Regions from separate parts of the Mus musculus genome. Here regions 2, 3, 4, 5 and 6 are each linked to region 1. The links are chromatin contacts, called in public Hi-C, Micro-C and promoter capture Hi-C maps. All regions are on one chromosome and are shown on one strand. Each heading gives the region's core, a stretch centred on a gene start, on an enhancer-like site or on the middle of the called end of the contact. The rest is flanking DNA. Distances are from core to core; before and after follow the strand shown. Region 1 holds the start of Wnt11 (wingless-type MMTV integration site family, member 11). Region 2 has its middle 20 kb from the start of Tsku. Region 3 holds the start of Tsku (tsukushi, small leucine rich proteoglycan). Region 4 holds the start of Map6 (microtubule-associated protein 6). Region 5 holds the start of Mogat2 (monoacylglycerol O-acyltransferase 2). Region 6 overlaps Gucy2d (guanylate cyclase 2d).

Region 1 (2,549 bases), core at 23-2,522:
GTGTGTGTGTGTGTGTGTGTGTGTGTGTGTGTGTGTTCAAGCCTGTACATTTGAAACACACAGGCGTGCATAGGCTACACAGGTATGTATAATAATAGCGGATACAGAGAGAAGATCAGACGAAGATCAGAAAGCTGGAGTCCAGGTCTTTGCTTTTTAATAAAAGGGAAAACTTAGGCTGGGGTGGTTGAGGAATTGCCCAAACTCACAGAGCCAGATGAGAACCGCTCTTCCCTGTTCCAGAGACCCCCCCCCCCCCAAGTCTGGCACCTCCTTCCTCAGACTCTGTAGACCCTTTTGGAAGGAATCCCTTTGTCCTTGCTGCTCCAGAGAGGAGAGGGGCTGTGTATGACTCGGGGCGAATGCCAGGTGTTGGTAAATTTGGGAGAAGCCTGGAAGGGAGTTAATGAGGTGAGAATGATGAGAAGGGAGTCAAGCCTCAGAAAGCAGCTCCGCAGGCTGCAAGCGGGCGGGGTGGCGGCTCCTCCGCGGCCCTAGCTCGCCGCCTGGCGGTCCCAGAATCAACCTCTTGCAGGCCTGGAGCTTCCCTGCTCTGCTAGGGAGCTTTGGCGCTGCCTCGTCCGGACCGAGGCACTGAAGTGGCAAGTCTGAAGTAGCTCTTCAGGCGCTGGAGATGCCTCAGTGTGTAAAGAGCACCCACCTCCACCCCATTTTTGCAGTTTCCCCTTCCCTTACTGGAAAGTAGGTGCCCAGAAATAGCACCGTCTTCTGTGTTCTCCCTGCCCTTAGCTTACCCGGCACAGGTAGACAAAATAGCTCAACAGCCCAGCACCAGACGGGTGCTCACTAACTGAACAGCCTAACAACTAACTGAACAGATGTTTCCACATCTCTGGGCCTCGGTTTCCTCATCTGAGATGGATGGAGTGACAATACCCATCACAGGTCTGAGAGGAGTAAAGATGGCTGGCTACACTGGGAGACTGTTCTCTGTAAAAGGAGAATTCTGCTCAGATCACCCCATTCGCAGATGAATAAACTGTAGACTCATTAAAGCTGCAATAACTAATAATCGATATCGTGGATTAGTATAGGAGCCTAAATCATATTCCGGATCAGTTCCTCTCCTTGCGGTCGCTACGTCAGTTGGTTTTCGCGCTGCTGCTGGTGGTGGGGTCTCCTCCTTGCGGTCCTCTCCAGACTCTCTGCTGGGTCTCCCGAGAACCTCCTATCTGCTTCACCCTGTCCTTCCTGGGCCGCTCAACCCTGATCTGCCCTGGGCGACACGCCCTCGGCCGCGCTAGGGTCTCACCTAATCCGAGCCTGACGCCGGCGGGTCTCGGGCGGTTCGGGGAGAGAGCGGACTCCTTCCTCGCTCAGCCTCCCCGGCCCGACCCCTCCTTTGTAATTTGAATAAAACGCCTCCCAGCCCGCGCGCCGCCTTAACCCGCCGCCCTGTTCTCCGTGATTGCAGGCGGCGTGCGCGCAGGAACAGCAGCGGTGGCCTGCAGGCGGCGGAGTTCGGTGCGGCTCCTGCAGGGTGCGACCCCCGGGAGCGCCGGGCGCGCGCGACGATGAGGGCGCGGCCGCAGGTCTGCGAGGCTCTGCTCTTTGCCTTGGCGCTCCACACCGGCGTGTGCTATGGCATCAAGTGGCTGTAAGTAGGACTCCGTTTTCACTCCAATGGGCCATTGGGCGAGAAGCTGGAGAGGTTGGGTGAGCCCACCAAAATCTGCGAGGCTAAGTTGGCTTGGGCGTCGTGGGCGAGCCGTTCTTAGCTCGGCGACTTCTTCTGTGATATGCTGTTCTTACCCTCCGCGGGCTTGCGAAGTGGGTGAGCGGATTTTCTCATCCAGGCCAGGGTTGCTCAAAGGCCAGTGAGGGACTAGGGAAACATCCTCTCCAAGTGGCACAACTCAGAGAGAGTCTGCTCAGTTCAGGACACAGGGTCCAGTTCGGGATCATGGCCTGTCAGCCTCCAGGAGGTCTGCTAAGAGAGTTTTGACCCCTTCCACCTGGGGACCTTGGGGGAAGTGTCACCTTCTGGGGCCTCCGAGTACTCGGTCTGTCAGAAGGATAGTTAGTACCGGCTCCTTGGGATCTGATTGGAGACTCCCTAAAGAGCTGCTGAAGGTCCGAAGCTAAGGGATGTCCTGGAAGGATAAATGGTCGCTGGGGGCAATTTTCCTGGTTTCCTCGTGCAGTGCTAGTTCCTCCTGTGGTGGCTGCCGTAGGCAGTGTGAAAGGAGTGGGATATGGGGAAAGGCAGCCCCTTCCTGAAGGATCTGTCCCTGGGCTGGGAGAGATAAGCCCGGGCTGTAAATAACTTTCCAGGGGTTGTAAGAGTGGAGGCTCCGGGGCTCGGAGGAGGGCAGCCTGGTTGGGTCACCCATGAGGGTTACAGAGATTTTCTAGAGGCTGCCACTTTTGGCTGCACAAGTGAGGAGTTTGGCAGGTAGGAGATATGGAGGACACTCTCAGAGTACAGTGCCCGGAGTGGGAGAGTCAAGAACAGGAATGTGTCTGCCTTGCTCAGGTCATGGTTAGGGAGCCTGCAGATCAAACAAGGGATTGATAGATTATGGGCA
Region 2 (2,549 bases), core at 30-2,529, 500 kb before region 1:
TGAAGGAGCAGTAGAGCCTATGCTGAGGGCAGTACCTGGTTACCTTGGTAACGCTTTGCAAAGGGTCTCTGGGTTTGATGTTAAGCTTGTATCAGTGCCTGGGCAGCTTACTCTCTGGTTTCCATCCTTTGCTTTGAGTCAAGTCTTTAAACAACCCTCTACGGGTGGCAGACAGCAATGCTCTTTAAGCCCAGATTTTATCACTAATCAGTTATGGGACCTGGCCAAACTGTTTTCTCCCTCTGCTCCGTTTCTTATCTCTCTGATAAAGCAAGAAGGAAGCCATCGCAGGGCTGGATTCATCAGACTCCTTTTTGTTGATAGGGATTTTGTTGTTTGTTCCTTCGCTTGCTTTTTGCTCTTTGTTTTGTTTTGTTTTGTTTTGTTTTGTTTTGTTTTGTTTTTTAACTCCAGAAACAGTTCAAACCCTTTACATTCATTCTCATTGACATCTTTACCACCGAGCTGCCATCGTCACAGTTGATGGTAATGACTTCCTCTCTGGCAGCTCTGGCCAGTTCTGTACTCACACAGCAGTGATCTTTGTGTGTCCAGGCCATCCTTCAGATGGCTGAGCTGCTGCCTCTGCAGTGGGGGTGGGGTGGGATGCACACCCCCACAGTGTAGCCTCCCGGGCAGCCGAGGCCTCTGTCCTTGCCCTGTTGGCTTTACACTGCACACCTGCCCACTGTCCCTTTCTCACGGGCGAGGCATCTGAGTTTCCCCTGGGAAGTGTCCCTGCAGGCCTCGCTTGGCCTCCATTCAGACCTCAGCTCAGAGGTAAGAGCGCGGAGACCCGATTCTCTCCTATGAACACTGATCTATTGCTTCTGTACCTTGTGGCAGTATGTAGTGTGGTCTTGTTTAACATGTCCAGTGTGTGTGGGCTGTCCCTTCCCAACTAGGTGCCAACATCTCGAACATCAGAGACTTTAGTCGCTGATCTTTCCTCAGTACCTATCCCTGGGTTTGGACATAGGAAACTCTAAAACAAAATAACAGAACAAAACAAAAACCCTATTTATTAGGGAACCTGGATTAATATTTTTCAATTCTATGAAACAGAGAGCAGGAAAGTTCTTGTAGCAGAGGGGACTATGTGAAGAGAATGGAGTTCCTGGTAACCGTGAAAAATTCTGGTCATCAGATACGTGCTTCTGAATTTGCCCTCTGCTCCGGACCTGTAGCATCCTCCAACTCACTTGTTGCTTCTGTCAGTAGGAGTCCAGGAAGGAAGCAGGAAATAGAAGCCCAGGAGCTTCCACCAGAGTAGGAATCCCAGCGCCACCTGCCGGGCATTAACTCCATGACAAGCTTAGCCGGAAGCTCTTAGTTCCGCCCCGTCAGACCCTCGGAACTGAAGTCCGGGGCCTGACTACGCAGTCACTTTGCTTTCTTGTGTTGCTGGCCTGGGGCTCCTTCATGGGAGGCTATGGGTCAGGGCTGAGTTTAGCCTATCCCGGGGTGCCCCAAGACGATGTGTAGGGTCTCTGCTAGATGCAAGGCTTTGGAGGCAGATAGGGGAGGCGTCCAAACCCACGGAGAACTGAGCTGAGCCCCCTTTCCCGCCTCCTCACAACCCACCCCTCCTTCTTCCTTAATCCACTTGTCACTCTTAGAATTCTGTCGCCTTTGACTTCGAGTTTTATTTTTCTTGTCATCTCTCACAGGTCCACTAGAGAAAGTGGTTACCCCTCGTGAATTAGCCTCCTGCCGGTCCTTTGGGCCAGCCTGTCAGCTACAACATCATCTTAGCCCCCTCTATCTCTCCTCTCCTCTCCTCTCCTCTCCTCTCCTCTCCTCTCCTCTCCTCTCCTCTCCTCTCCTCTCCTCTCCTCTCCTCTCCTCTCCTCCCTGACACCCCCCTCTCCTCTCTTCTCTTCTCTCATCTTTTTTTCTTTTCTTTTCTTTTCTTTTCTTTCCCTTCCCTTTCCTTTTTCTTTTCTTTTCTTTTCTTTTCTTTTCTTTTCTTTTCTTTTCTTTTCTTTTCTTTTCCATGTCAACACAAATCGTTCTAAGAGGAGAGAAAAGAGGGCAGTTTGGAGGGGGGCTTGTGACATACATCCCTGCCCTGCTTTCAAATGTGTAAGATCCTTTTGTAAACTCCAGTATCAGCTATGCAGTAGAATCCATCTGGATCTGCTTGTTCTAAGACCTGAACCACACCCACCACACCCACCCATGTGAAAGTTTAAAGATTATGTAATCCTAAAGCTAAACTGTGAGACACTTGGGAAAATAAGATGGTTTCCGGGTCTTTCTAGTACTCTGGGATTATCCTTTGCACTTCAGCTGCTCACACCCCCAAGCTGGGGCATAGACCTCCCAGAAGGAGCAAACGTGGGCCTGAGCTCCTCGCTTGGCTAACACGATTGAAATCATGCAGGGGAGGAAGATGTTTCCTGCAGCTTGAGGGAGAGACCCCTCTGAGCCCATGGGGCCATGGATGGGGGCACTTGGGGCACTCTCATCATCAGTAAGAAGGGAGAGCAGAGTGGGCGTAGGTCAAGGGGCTAGAAAACCATAGGGGAAGTTCACTGGGGTCAACT
Region 3 (2,549 bases), core at 34-2,533, 480 kb before region 1:
TCAAAGTTTGAGTCACCTCTGAGCCTGGCCAAGTGTGGGCGGGAGCCGCTTTCAGCTAAGCTCGCCACGCTGGTTACCACCACGGTGCGCTCCGCTCCCACGGCATAGAGTTCTTCTCACTTCATCCACATCAGTGACCGAATCTCAACGGGCTCTGCAACACGCCCGTGCCCTACGTGAGCCATTGGCCATCCCTTGGGAAACTAGTGTGTGGAAAGCCCCTTTTCATCACAGCCCAATCAGGGCTAGGGGCCGCGAGCAGGCCGGATGCAGACAAACCGTGGCTTTTCTCACCTACTGGATTGGAAGGTTCGTCCCCTCACTCTGGGGTCGGGTTAAAGCAGAGCCGGAACTCAAAGCCAATCAAGTCTCTCCACCAAACAGACTGATCTCAGTCCGCACTCACTCTGTCCCCGGAGCGCAGAGCAGACTACTGCCAGCAGTACGCTATTCCCGGGTCTCTGGCCTCAGGCCGGAGCCCAGACCAGCGGTGTCCCCTCCCTCCTCCCACTGGGGTCCAGTGAGGGTGTCCCGCACGCTCCGCCCAGTCCTGGCCCGGGCCAGTCGCCAGGCACTGCAGATCACCCCCAACCCACCAAATCCATCTCATCCCCTCCCGGCTCAAAGGACCTCCGGAGGTGAGACAGAGAAGGGCTGCCAACAGGCGTTGCCGGAGGAACCCAGAGAAAAGTTTGAAGCCAAGTAGGGGGAAAACGATGGACAGAAAGGGAGCAGAGAGTCGGGGCAGCTTCAGGGCTCTCAGTGCGCACATACCCCACAGATACTCAACTCAGACACGTCGACAAGCATAGACCACGTATGCGGACACTAGGAGCGCCCACCGGTCCCCACAACCAAACGCAAGGCTGCAAAACGGGGACACTGGAGCGAGATAGCCATGCAAAGCCACGCACACACAAAGGCAAGGCAGATGCTGGCTTCCGAACCCAAATCCACAAAAGACCCAGTACCGTGAGATGCACGTGTTCTTACAAAGACCCTGGAGGCGCCGGCCCACGCCCACGACCCCCAGGCAGAGCCTTTGTCTCCTGAAAGCCCTCACCCTTGCTCCCCCGACTCTATGGCTCGGTGTCCCGGAAAAGTTGAGGGGCCTTGGCAGGACCCGGACCCGCCCCTCGCGCTGGCCTGCTCACGGGATGGGGCGGTGAGGTTGGAGTCCCGGGCTCCAAACCTCCAAATGCGCGCCGATCTCGCTGCGCCTCCCGACAGCACCCACCTGGCAGGTCTGCAGTTGTCGCCTCGGCACGCTCACCTAGGCGACCCGGCGTTGGCCCATGGGCCGGCGCTTTTCTCCGCGCCGCTCGTCCCGCCCCACGTCCCCGCCCGCCGCCGGGCTCCCCTTGCTCGGCACCCAGTGGCTGCACCGGCAACAGGCCAGGAAGCTCAGGGAGCGTCGTTAAAGTGCAAGTCTAGGGGGGCGTTTTAGCAGCCCTGCCCCCGCCGGCCGAGCACGGGTTCCACCCTAGGGAGCGTCTAAAAAGTGCGCGGTTCCCTCCTACTCCACAAGGCCTCTCCCAGCTTCCTGCAACCCGGATCCCTGCCCCCTCTGCCTTCCTTCAGTTGCGCGTCCCAGTAATCTCAGCAGATGGCCGCTGGGTCGGGAACATCTGGAGGTCGCCAGTGTGTGTGTGTGTGTGTGTGTGTGTGTGTGTGTGTGTGTGTAGGAAAGCAGAATTAGTTGGCAAGAATGGGTGGGTGAGGGTTTTTCTCTCAAATTCTCCCCTACCCCACTTAAAAAAAAAGTTTTAAAAAAGGTCCAGAGTCACTAATGGGTGTGTTTGAGAAAAGAGACAAGGCAGAACAGAAGAGAGAGAGAGCAAAAGCAGGAAAGCTGGCAGACACCAAGTGAGGGAGAAAGCAACAGACTTAACAGACATATTTTTTTTCCTGGAGGGAAAGTCAACTTCTGGCTGGATTTCCAAGAAGGGAAACTGCTCTGTAGTAGCGGCTTAAGTCTTCCATCCTCTTCTGCCGAAATTATTTGCATATATATATATATATATATATATATATATGCAAATATATATGATATATGACATGTGTGTGTTTGAAAAAAAATACATGAGTGAAGAGAGAAATTGCCTGCTGCAGGTACTTCTATCCACATACCCAGACAGTGCCTATCTCCAGAGGGAAGTAAAGGGTTAGAGGGAAGTGTGGTATTGTCTCTGGACCTCCCAGGAACTTGCCACCTTGGAAAGGGCCCCTGGGTGGGGAACTCCAGCCATGTTTCCCTGCCGTGGCCCAGGCTTGTTGCACACAGTCTTTTCATTTCTTTCTTCCTTATTATTTAAAAACAGAAATCTTTGCTTGGGCTTGTGCGTGTCTGCCCGAGGAAAAGGAAGTTCCCAGTCAGCAAAGTCAAGTTCACACTCAGAAGAAAGTGGTTGTTCAGACCCTTCCCTTCCCTCCACCATGTGGCCCTGGGGACTCACCTGGGCTGAACCCTGCTATTAATGAGGAGAGGGGACAATGGTCCCTGTCTCCTAGGAGGGGGAGGCAGGATAACTGTCAGTGTGAAAGCCTAG
Region 4 (2,549 bases), core at 25-2,524, 430 kb after region 1:
ATTTATTAGCTCTACTACCCCTCCCCCCCCACCCCCCCACCCCCCGCCCCGACCCAGGGGACTGCAGCCCAGAGACAACCCAAGTCACAAAGAGAGTATCAGAGCCAAAGCAGGTCCATTAGATTCCAAAATCTGTTCAACCCCAAAGTAGAAAAGAAGGCAGAAACACAACCGAGAATCCCCTCAAAGAGGTCTCCCTTTTCCTAGGGAACTGTCTCTCATCCAGCCGCTTACCTCCTCCCTTGGGTCTCTTTCCAGAATCTTCCTTTTTCTCCCTTTCCCCCAGTGCAGCATCTGGGCTGGAGAAGAACCAATTTTATCCTGGGAGAGTAGACTCACTGCTTCCCAGTTGCTTAAAGAAGGAACAGCCAGAGTATGGCTAGGCCGGCCTCTCCCAGGCCGGCCTCTCCCAATCTCATACAACTGGGGAAGCCCTGTACACATAGGCTTAGGTCAAGAACCAGCAACACGGAGCATAAGTACAGCCTGATAGCTGACCAATTAACTGCAGCTCTCCCTTTTAAAGTATCTATTCAGGGGCTGAGTGGTTAAAAACTTGTATTGGTGTTCCAGAGGACCCAAGTCCGGGTCCCAGCATTCACATGGGGGTGGGGTGGGAGCTCATAGTCGCCTGCACAGCACCAGGGAAATCTACTTCTGACCCTCTGGCCTCAGCAGGCACCAGAGCCCATGTGCATATACCCACACACAGACAAAAGCACATAATTAAAAGGTGGCGCACGCCTTTAATCCCAGCACTTGGGAGGCAAAGGCAGGCGGCTTTTCTGAGTTCAAGGCCAGCCTGGTCTACAGACTGAGTTCCAGGACAGCCAAGACTACAGAGAGAAACCCTGTCTCGAAAAAACAAAAGCCAAAAACCAAAAAAAAAAAAAAAAAAGTAAAAAAGATTTTTAAAAGAAGCCAAAGCATCTAGTCTGAAACAGACATTTCATGGAGGCGGGGCGGTCTTACACTTAAAAAATTAGTATTCATTGGTTGGGGCGATTTTACGAAAGAGAGGAGACTCGGTTCTAGGACATGAAGCTGGCAACTCAAGGACAGCAAGTCCTCAGGAGCTTGGGACTTGAACCTATCAAGGACCCAGTTCTGCTGTTGCCTGGGAACAGAGAAGGGAGGAGCTGCCAGAGAGAAGGGAGGAGGGGACAGGGAGAGGGCAACCTCTCAGCTGCGCGCCCTGACGACAGCAGGTGATTTTTTTTTTTTTTTCTGCAGCGCGCATACTCTCAGCATCTTTTCTTGATCACCCCACCTCCCTTGCTGAGCCGCAAAAAAGGGTGGGGCCGCCTCTCTGCAGCAGAAGACGACAGCGGCAGCGGCTGCGGCATCACCGGGGGTATAGATAGAGGCCGTTTTGCTCTCTGCTCTGTCTGGGTTGGAGGTGACCGCTGCCAAGCCTCGCTAGGCGGCCGGCTGAACCAGACGGAAAGGAGATAAAAGCCTGCTTGCGGATCCTTCCCTGCGCCATGGCTTAAGCCCACAGCCTCTTTGCCAAGCATCTCCTTGCTCTGCCGGGGTCTGCTAGACACCGCAGTCGCAGAGAGGGCGCGCCCAGACGCCCTAGGCCTGGACTCTGGGACGCTGAGCCTCGCTCCTATTCTTCACTGCCCACAGCAGCTCCTCTGCAGCAGGCGTTTGCAGCCGGCAATCGAGGGACTTTACGGACTTTATCTCAGCGGTACCTTGTCCCCGGGTGCTCTTTGAGGGTGGAGGACGAGGCAAAGGGCTTCTAAGGGAAGGAAGCGGTGGGAACCACATTGGCGGGTCTGGGTTGGGGTTAAAGGGAGATTGGAGATTTGATTTAGGACCACAAAAAGGCTTTGTGGCTAACATGGCGTGGCCGTGCATCACAAGGGCCTGCTGCATCGCCCGCTTCTGGAACCAGCTGGACAAGGCGGACATTGCGGTGCCGCTGGTTTTCACCAAGTACTCGGAGGCCACCGAACACCCAGGCGCCCCTCCGCAGCCGCCAGCTCCGCTGCAGCCCGCGTTAGCGCCCCCCTCGCGTGCTGTCGCCATAGAGACGCAGCCAGCCCAGGGAGAGTCGGATGCAGTTGCCCGGGCAACAGGGCCTGCGCCCGGGCCCAGCGTCGACCGCGAGACTGTAGCCGCCCCCGGCCGGAGCGGGCTGGGCTTGGGCGCGGCCTCAGCCTCCACTTCCGGCTCAGGCCCCGCGGACTCGGTGATGCGACAGGACTACCGCGCCTGGAAAGTGCAGCGGCCCGAGCCAAGCTGCCGGCCGCGCAGCGAGTACCAGCCGTCCGACGCGCCCTTCGAGCGCGAGACCCAGTACCAGAAGGACTTCCGCGCCTGGCCGCTGCCCCGGCGCGGGGACCATCCCTGGATCCCCAAGCCGGTGCAAATCCCTGCGACTTCGCAGCCTTCCCAACCTGTTCTCGGGGTGCCCAAGCGTCGGCCTCAGAGCCAAGAGCGCGGGCCCATGCAACTTTCTGCTGATGCCCGGGACCCGGAGGGTGCTGGAGGAGCCGGGGTGCTGGCGGCAGGAAAGGCGTCCGGTGTAGACCAGCGCG
Region 5 (2,549 bases), core at 14-2,513, 400 kb after region 1:
ACTCCTGTCCTCAAGGACACAGGAGGCAACCCGAGCCTGGTGTCCATTAGACCCTGTGAGGTTGTGGCTGTAAACTACATGGCTCTGGGTCTCCGGAGCCCTTTGACCCAAGCCATCCCTGGGCTTAGGTTGCCTGCCCTCTGTTTTCTATACCCGCCATCTCTGTCTTGTATCCACACCTCCTCCCAGGCCCTCTGCCCATCCCCCATCCCTTCTTCCTCTGGAAGGAGCAGTTGCCAGGCTCCTGATTCACAGCCTGGGCCTTTCAAATATGCAATTCCTCTGCTTGGTTGTTACCAGGGGTACTTAAAATGGTAACCGACCCTGGAACAGAGGTACAGACCCATTTAAAATGGGTGCTAAAGGTGTGTGATCCTGGAAAGCCCACTTTGCAGGAATAAACCATATAGATGAAACATTGTGAGGTGGGAACACATACACACGTATACACGTGTGTTACCCGAGGGGTGTGTGTGTGTGTGTGTGTGTGTGTGTGTGTGAAGCATGCACTGAGCATGTGACTGTCTTGACAGGCAGTAGTATCTGGACTCGGGCTGAATCTGAGTCCTGGGGTGGCAGTCCTTCCCCAGTCTAGTACCAACAAAGGAGATAAGGCTCCCTCCCGTGCTCCCAGCCACTCTTCCTTCCCGGTCCACAGCGGTGCTGGAGCATCTACAGGGTGGAGAGGGACAGAGCCACACCTCAGGAGCCAGGTCAGATCTGCCTTTCATAGAAGTTCCCAGCTTTCTGCATTTTCTCTACAAGTTCCCCCATAGGGTGACACTGGCATCCCCACCATGCAGCTGGGGAAGCAGAGGCCGGTCCCTTCTCTCCTGGCCTCAGTTCCAGCTCCCTTTTTCCGAAAGGTAAACTGGAGAGCTTCCCTCTCAGAGGCATAGCCACCCAGCCTCGGGTGCTTCCCCGCCCTCAGCAGCTTGCAGCTAAAGCCTGGATGCAGCGGTCCCAAAAGTCCAGGAAACTGAAGACTGCTTAAGACATGGGAGACATACCCACACGAGGCTCTGGAAGACCCCAGCAAAGCCCCCTCCTGAATCTCTCCATTAAGCATCCTGTGCTCCCGCTGAGGCTGCCCTGCCCTTCCCGTGTGCCCGCGGCTACCCTCTTACCCAAGGCCAGGAAGGAGAAGACCCACTGAAGGACCGCGAAGGTCTGTAACCTGCGCTCCCATGGTACCAACAGGGGGGCGAACTCCACCATGCTGAGCTGGCTCAGGAGGCTCTACACACGGGCTTTGCTCTAGGTTGAAGGGGCAGGGCCAGGCCAGGCCAGCCCCAGTCCAGCCCCAGCCCAGCCCAGCCCAGCCCAGCCCAGCTCCAGGGCCCTCCTGCTCCGCCCACGCCACATCCTTTTTTCCCCGTACCTTGTAATCCCTCTGCCTAGACCAGGCTAAAGGCGGAAGAGAAACCTCTTTCATCCTTATCAGTTCTCTTAGGCAATGCCTTATCTGCCAAACCACTATTCCCACCCTCTAGAATCTGCTCAAGGTAGGGCGCAAAGAGGTGAAACCCCAAGGGCAGTGCTTCTCAACCTATGGGTCACGACCCCAGGGGGTGTCAAATGATCCTTTCACAGGGGTCGCATATCAGATATCCTGAATATCAGATATTCACATTACCATTCATAACAGTAATACAATTACAGTTATGAAGTAACAACACAAATAAGTTTATGGTTGGGGGGGGGGGTCACCACAACATGAGGAACTGTGCTAAGGGGTCGCAGCATCAGGAAGTTGAGAACCACAGCCCAAGGAGACCGGAGTGGTGACCCCTCAGCCCTGCCCAATGATCCCCTCACTTTCTCACAGGTCCACTGCTCTGCTCTTCCTTCACAAACAAGCTGCGACAGTTGGCATCAGAAAGCCCTGTGCCCATATCTCCTCTGTCTGCCTTCCCTCTGTAACTAACCAGTAGAACTCAGCAGGGCTGCGTTCAGGGTCTTTCCATCCCCCACACCGTGTAGGTCCTCAGCTCCACACGTTACACGTTTACAACATTCCACAAACTCTGCTCACAGGTTCAAGCTGACAGTCAGGTTGCTCATCTCCTTTGGTCAGCAGGCTCAGTCACCTTAGATCCTTACACTCTCCCTCCACTTTTGCCTCTCGGCTCCCAAGCTACTTTTCCTAGGACTCCTTTGTTCTGCCTACTGTAGATCAAGCTGGCCTCTAGTCTCTGCCTCCCAAGAGTTGGGATGAGAGGTGAACACCACTAATCCTTGATTCCTCTTGCCCCTTGAAGGTTGTGTTCAGGCTGGTGGCTTGTTTCCTGTCTCTCTGCCCCACGTCTAGACTTGAAGATCCAGGTGGTTCCTTGACCATCCATCATAGCTTGTACGTCTCACTGAACTCAACTTTCATCCCCTGCCTGGGTCAGCTCGACTCTTTCACACCATGGCAAAGGACAACTTCACTTCCTGAGTTGCTGAGGTTATAGCCAGAGTTTCCTTAGAGTTATTGTTTTCCTCCAGCCACACCTGTTGTGTTTTATGTTGAAGAAGAAGAAGAAGAAGAAGAAGAAGAAGAAGAA
Region 6 (2,549 bases), core at 37-2,536, 370 kb before region 1:
GATGGGGACAACAGTGGAGCCCGAGTACTTCGACCAGGTCACCATCTATTTCAGTGACATCGTGGGCTTCACCACCATCTCAGCCTTGAGTGAGCCCATTGAGGTGGTGGGCTTCCTCAATGATCTCTACACGCTGTTTGATGCTGTTCTCGACAGCCATGATGTGTATAAGGTGAGGACAACAGGTGACCTTCTTCTCTCTGTAGCCAGCACCACTAATTTGTGTCTATCCACTCACTGTGCGCTTGTATCAATTAACCCTGCTGTGTAATGAATAATCTCAAAGTCCAGTAGCATACAAAGAAACCATTTGTGACTCACAAGGCATCTCCAGCCAGATGTGGGCCAGGTGGGCAGCTTGCTGATCTTAGTTTGGTTTTCTGCATCTCTGGAACCTTGACTGGAGGGACTGGGCTCTGGCCCAGAGTCTCTCTGAGATGGTTCACATGTATAGCTGGGTTCTGAGAGAGGGCAGAGGCATGTTAGCCCTTGAGCTCTCGCCTGGGGTTGGCACACTGCTTTTCCTGACAAATTCTGTTGGCTGAGGGAGACAACTTGAAGAGGTGGAAGACGCAGTACCAGCTGTGGATGGGCGTTGTAGCCACATTGCAGGGGATGTGAATCCAAGGAGGGATGGAGTGTGACATTTAAGTTGATTTCTTCCGGAAAGAGTCAGGAGATGGAGCAGGCAAGCTGCTTACACTGTTTGTAGTGCCCCAGCACTTACTGAGCACCTACTGTATACAAGATGCCAGGTTAAGGGCTTTGTGTGCATGAGGACTTAGGAGGAAAGGGCTAGCACCCCTCACTTACAGATGAGATGGTGGGGTGAAGTGACTCGGGTGAACCTGAGGGCTGAACTTGCTGTTGAGTCCTCAGCCCCTTGTAGGAAGTTTACCCTCTTTGCGACATAGATTCTCTTGGGATAATGTCACAGTGGCCCACAAGCCCTCTGGAGTTGACCCAGCTCTTCTCTGAGTGCATTTGTGGCTGTTCCACCTCTGTGGACCACCACATTTTTCTGAGTGTTCGAGGCTCACACCACCAGACCTTCTCATATAACCCTTCCTCTTCCTGATTCACCCACCTTTTTCCTCTCTCCCTGCTCCCTGCTAGCCATCTTTCCAGTCTCCCATTCACTCCCTTGCATAGGTAGCTGCTCTCATTGGCACTTGTAAAACTCCCCTTGGCAGAATTTGTTGATTCAGTCCAGAGGCCCAGAGAGGAAGGAAGCCTGCCTGGGTCTACACAGACAACAGCAGAGCCACGAGGAACCCCAAGTGTTCACAGGCTACCACAAGCACTCTCTCCTGCAGACAGTATGGTGGTGACCACCTTTGCCACTGCCACTTGAGACCCCAGCCTCTCTTCTGCTCCCCCTGGGGACTCCATGGCTCCTAAGATGTCTGGAAGGCCAATGGGCACACCCCGGCCTCCTGTGTGTCCCACAGGTCTCCCTGCGCCTCCATGCTTTGATCTGCCCCAAGTTACCCCTGGCCTGTCTCTCCTACCTCTGCCAATCTTTTCTCACACATGTGGCCCTCACAGCTCTGAATCACGGCTCAGCTCTGCTCTGAACTCCAGCCAAGAGGCCTGCATCTTCCCAGCAGAGGGAAATGAAATCAAACAAGGCCCGCACACCCCTCCAGATGTGGGGAACAGCAGGCCCAGCCTCTGTGATGTGTAGTGCATCTCTCATCACTCCCCCCATCTGCCTTGGTCCCCCCGCCCATCAACAGCAGGATCTAGTTACCACTTTGAATCTTTTCTGGGCTGAGAAGCAACCATATAACCACTTCCTGCAAGGGTGGCAGTATGGGTAGGGGTGAGGGAGAGAATGGAGGATAAGGATGGGGGTTGGTAATGGGGTTGGGTGGAAGGACCACCCCAGCATCAGCATTGCTGGGTGAGCACTTCTCTGTACATAGCAAAGAATTTGAGTGCTGGGACAAGGCTTGGGACAGGAGAAAGGGGACAAGGAGAGGTGTGGTTTCCCAGCTCAACCTGCTGTGTGAGATGTGAGGCCTTAGCCATCTAAGCCATCAAACAACCCCAAAGCTTGTCCACCCTCTGAGCCCAAAGTTCCCCTTAGTGAAGCACGGGGTTGAAATACCAGTGGCTCAGCTCTGCTCTGCAGATTAGAAGAGACAGGGCAGTCACCGACAGAAGGCTAGCAGCGACTGACCTCAGCTCTTCCTCATTCTCAGGCCTCACCCTGACGGAGAGCTTGGCCTCGAGGTCTTCACAGCATGCCATCTTTGGCACTATGTGTGCCCTTGGTGGGATGATTTAGCCCTCCATACACATGAAGCTCAGAGAGGGCAAGAGTCCCTCATGGAGGCTGCACAGCAAGTAGGTAGCACAGTCAGAGTCTACAAGCATGCTCAGTGGGAGGCAGCCATTCGTCTTGCTTCTCCTCTGTGGTAGCCTCCTCTTTGAAGGAAGCACATACACTTCAGGCAGCCATGGCCTCCCTTGCAAGTGGCTGCTTGTTTCCAGGCAGCTCTGGGCATGCCACCTCTGTGAGGGCCAGTGTGGCTGACCCTGCA

The links. Promoter capture Hi-C pulls out the DNA fragments that hold promoters and counts their contacts. Hi-C and Micro-C count contacts between places; a contact is called where the count stands out from the background.
Region 2: a Hi-C map of B cells shows a contact between it and region 1, with 1.7 times the contacts expected there. The contact joins the enhancer-like site here to the promoter of Wnt11 in region 1. A contact is called at or near these places in 2 of 39 promoter capture datasets (cranial neural crest and hippocampal neurons), 3 of 484 Hi-C or Micro-C datasets (B cells, palatal mesenchyme and pro-B cells) and 2 of 9 other capture datasets (embryonic stem cells and liver).
Region 3: a Micro-C map of embryonic stem cells shows a contact between it and region 1, with 3 times the contacts expected there. The contact joins the promoter of Tsku here to the promoter of Wnt11 in region 1. A contact is called at or near these places in 2 of 39 promoter capture datasets (cranial neural crest and neural stem cells), 3 of 484 Hi-C or Micro-C datasets (embryonic stem cells, palatal mesenchyme and pro-B cells), 1 of 115 datasets of contacts at active chromatin or transcription factors (embryonic stem cells) and 1 of 9 other capture datasets (embryonic stem cells).
Region 4: a contact with region 1 is called in a Micro-C map of embryonic stem cells, with 2.3 times the contacts expected there. The contact joins the promoter of Map6 here to the promoter of Wnt11 in region 1. A contact is called at or near these places in 8 of 39 promoter capture datasets (the SN4741 cell line, cranial neural crest, embryonic stem cells and 2 more), 3 of 484 Hi-C or Micro-C datasets (all in embryonic stem cells), 4 of 115 datasets of contacts at active chromatin or transcription factors (all in embryonic stem cells) and 2 of 9 other capture datasets (embryonic stem cells and liver).
Region 5: a promoter capture Hi-C map of embryonic stem cells shows a contact between it and region 1, with 2.4 times the contacts expected there. The contact joins the promoter of Mogat2 here to the promoter of Wnt11 in region 1. A contact is called at or near these places in 2 of 39 promoter capture datasets (cranial neural crest and embryonic stem cells), 1 of 15 datasets of contacts at CTCF or cohesin (embryonic stem cells), 2 of 484 Hi-C or Micro-C datasets (embryonic stem cells and gonadal supporting cells), 3 of 115 datasets of contacts at active chromatin or transcription factors (all in embryonic stem cells) and 2 of 9 other capture datasets (liver and macrophages).
Region 6: a contact with region 1 is called in a promoter capture Hi-C map of cranial neural crest. The contact joins the enhancer-like site here to the promoter of Wnt11 in region 1. A contact is called at or near these places in 13 of 39 promoter capture datasets (the 3T3-L1 cell line, 3T3-L1-derived adipocytes, the C10 cell line and 8 more), 19 of 484 Hi-C or Micro-C datasets (the AML12 cell line, B cells, the HPC-7 cell line and 11 more), 10 of 115 datasets of contacts at active chromatin or transcription factors (bone marrow-derived dendritic cells, craniofacial prominence, embryonic basal ganglia and 7 more) and 4 of 9 other capture datasets (adipose tissue, embryonic stem cells, liver and 1 more).

Annotation. Positions count from the first base shown.
Region 1 is chr7:98,837,573-98,840,121 of GRCm38.p6, forward strand. Wnt11 (wingless-type MMTV integration site family, member 11) reads left to right here and starts at 1,273. Exons shown (of 5, transcript NM_009519.2): 1 at 1,273-1,618. The coding sequence starts at 1,536.
Region 2 is chr7:98,340,297-98,342,845 of GRCm38.p6, forward strand. No RefSeq gene overlaps it. Among named protein-coding and RNA genes, the nearest start is that of Tsku, 20 kb to the right of the region's middle. Within about 2 kb of position 1,280, at least 96 of the 459 cell types and tissues checked have an H3K27ac peak or open chromatin away from gene starts, as enhancers often do. A contact at or near this core is called in B cells, where this site is marked.
Region 3 is chr7:98,360,005-98,362,553 of GRCm38.p6, forward strand. Tsku (tsukushi, small leucine rich proteoglycan) reads right to left here and starts at 1,284. Exons shown (of 2, transcript NM_001024619.3): 1 at 1,238-1,284.
Region 4 is chr7:99,266,173-99,268,721 of GRCm38.p6, forward strand. It overlaps Map6 (microtubule-associated protein 6), which reads left to right and starts at 1,275. Exons shown (of 3, transcript NM_001048167.1): 1 at 1,275-2,549. The coding sequence starts at 1,850. It overlaps Gm26705 (predicted gene, 26705), which reads right to left and starts at 1,046. Exons shown (of 4, transcript NR_103487.1): 1 at 973-1,046; 2 at 235-299.
Region 5 is chr7:99,237,348-99,239,896 of GRCm38.p6, forward strand. Mogat2 (monoacylglycerol O-acyltransferase 2) reads right to left here and starts at 1,264. Exons shown (of 6, transcript NM_177448.4): 1 at 1,128-1,264. The coding sequence starts at 1,218.
Region 6 is chr7:98,467,600-98,470,148 of GRCm38.p6, forward strand. Gucy2d (guanylate cyclase 2d) reads left to right here. Exons shown (of 19, transcript NM_001130693.3): 14 at 1-172. Among named protein-coding and RNA genes, the nearest start is that of Gm38588, 12 kb to the right of the region's middle. Within about 2 kb of position 1,287, at least 40 of the 459 cell types and tissues checked have an H3K27ac peak or open chromatin away from gene starts, as enhancers often do. A contact at or near this core is called in Th1 cells and memory CD8 T cells, where this site is marked.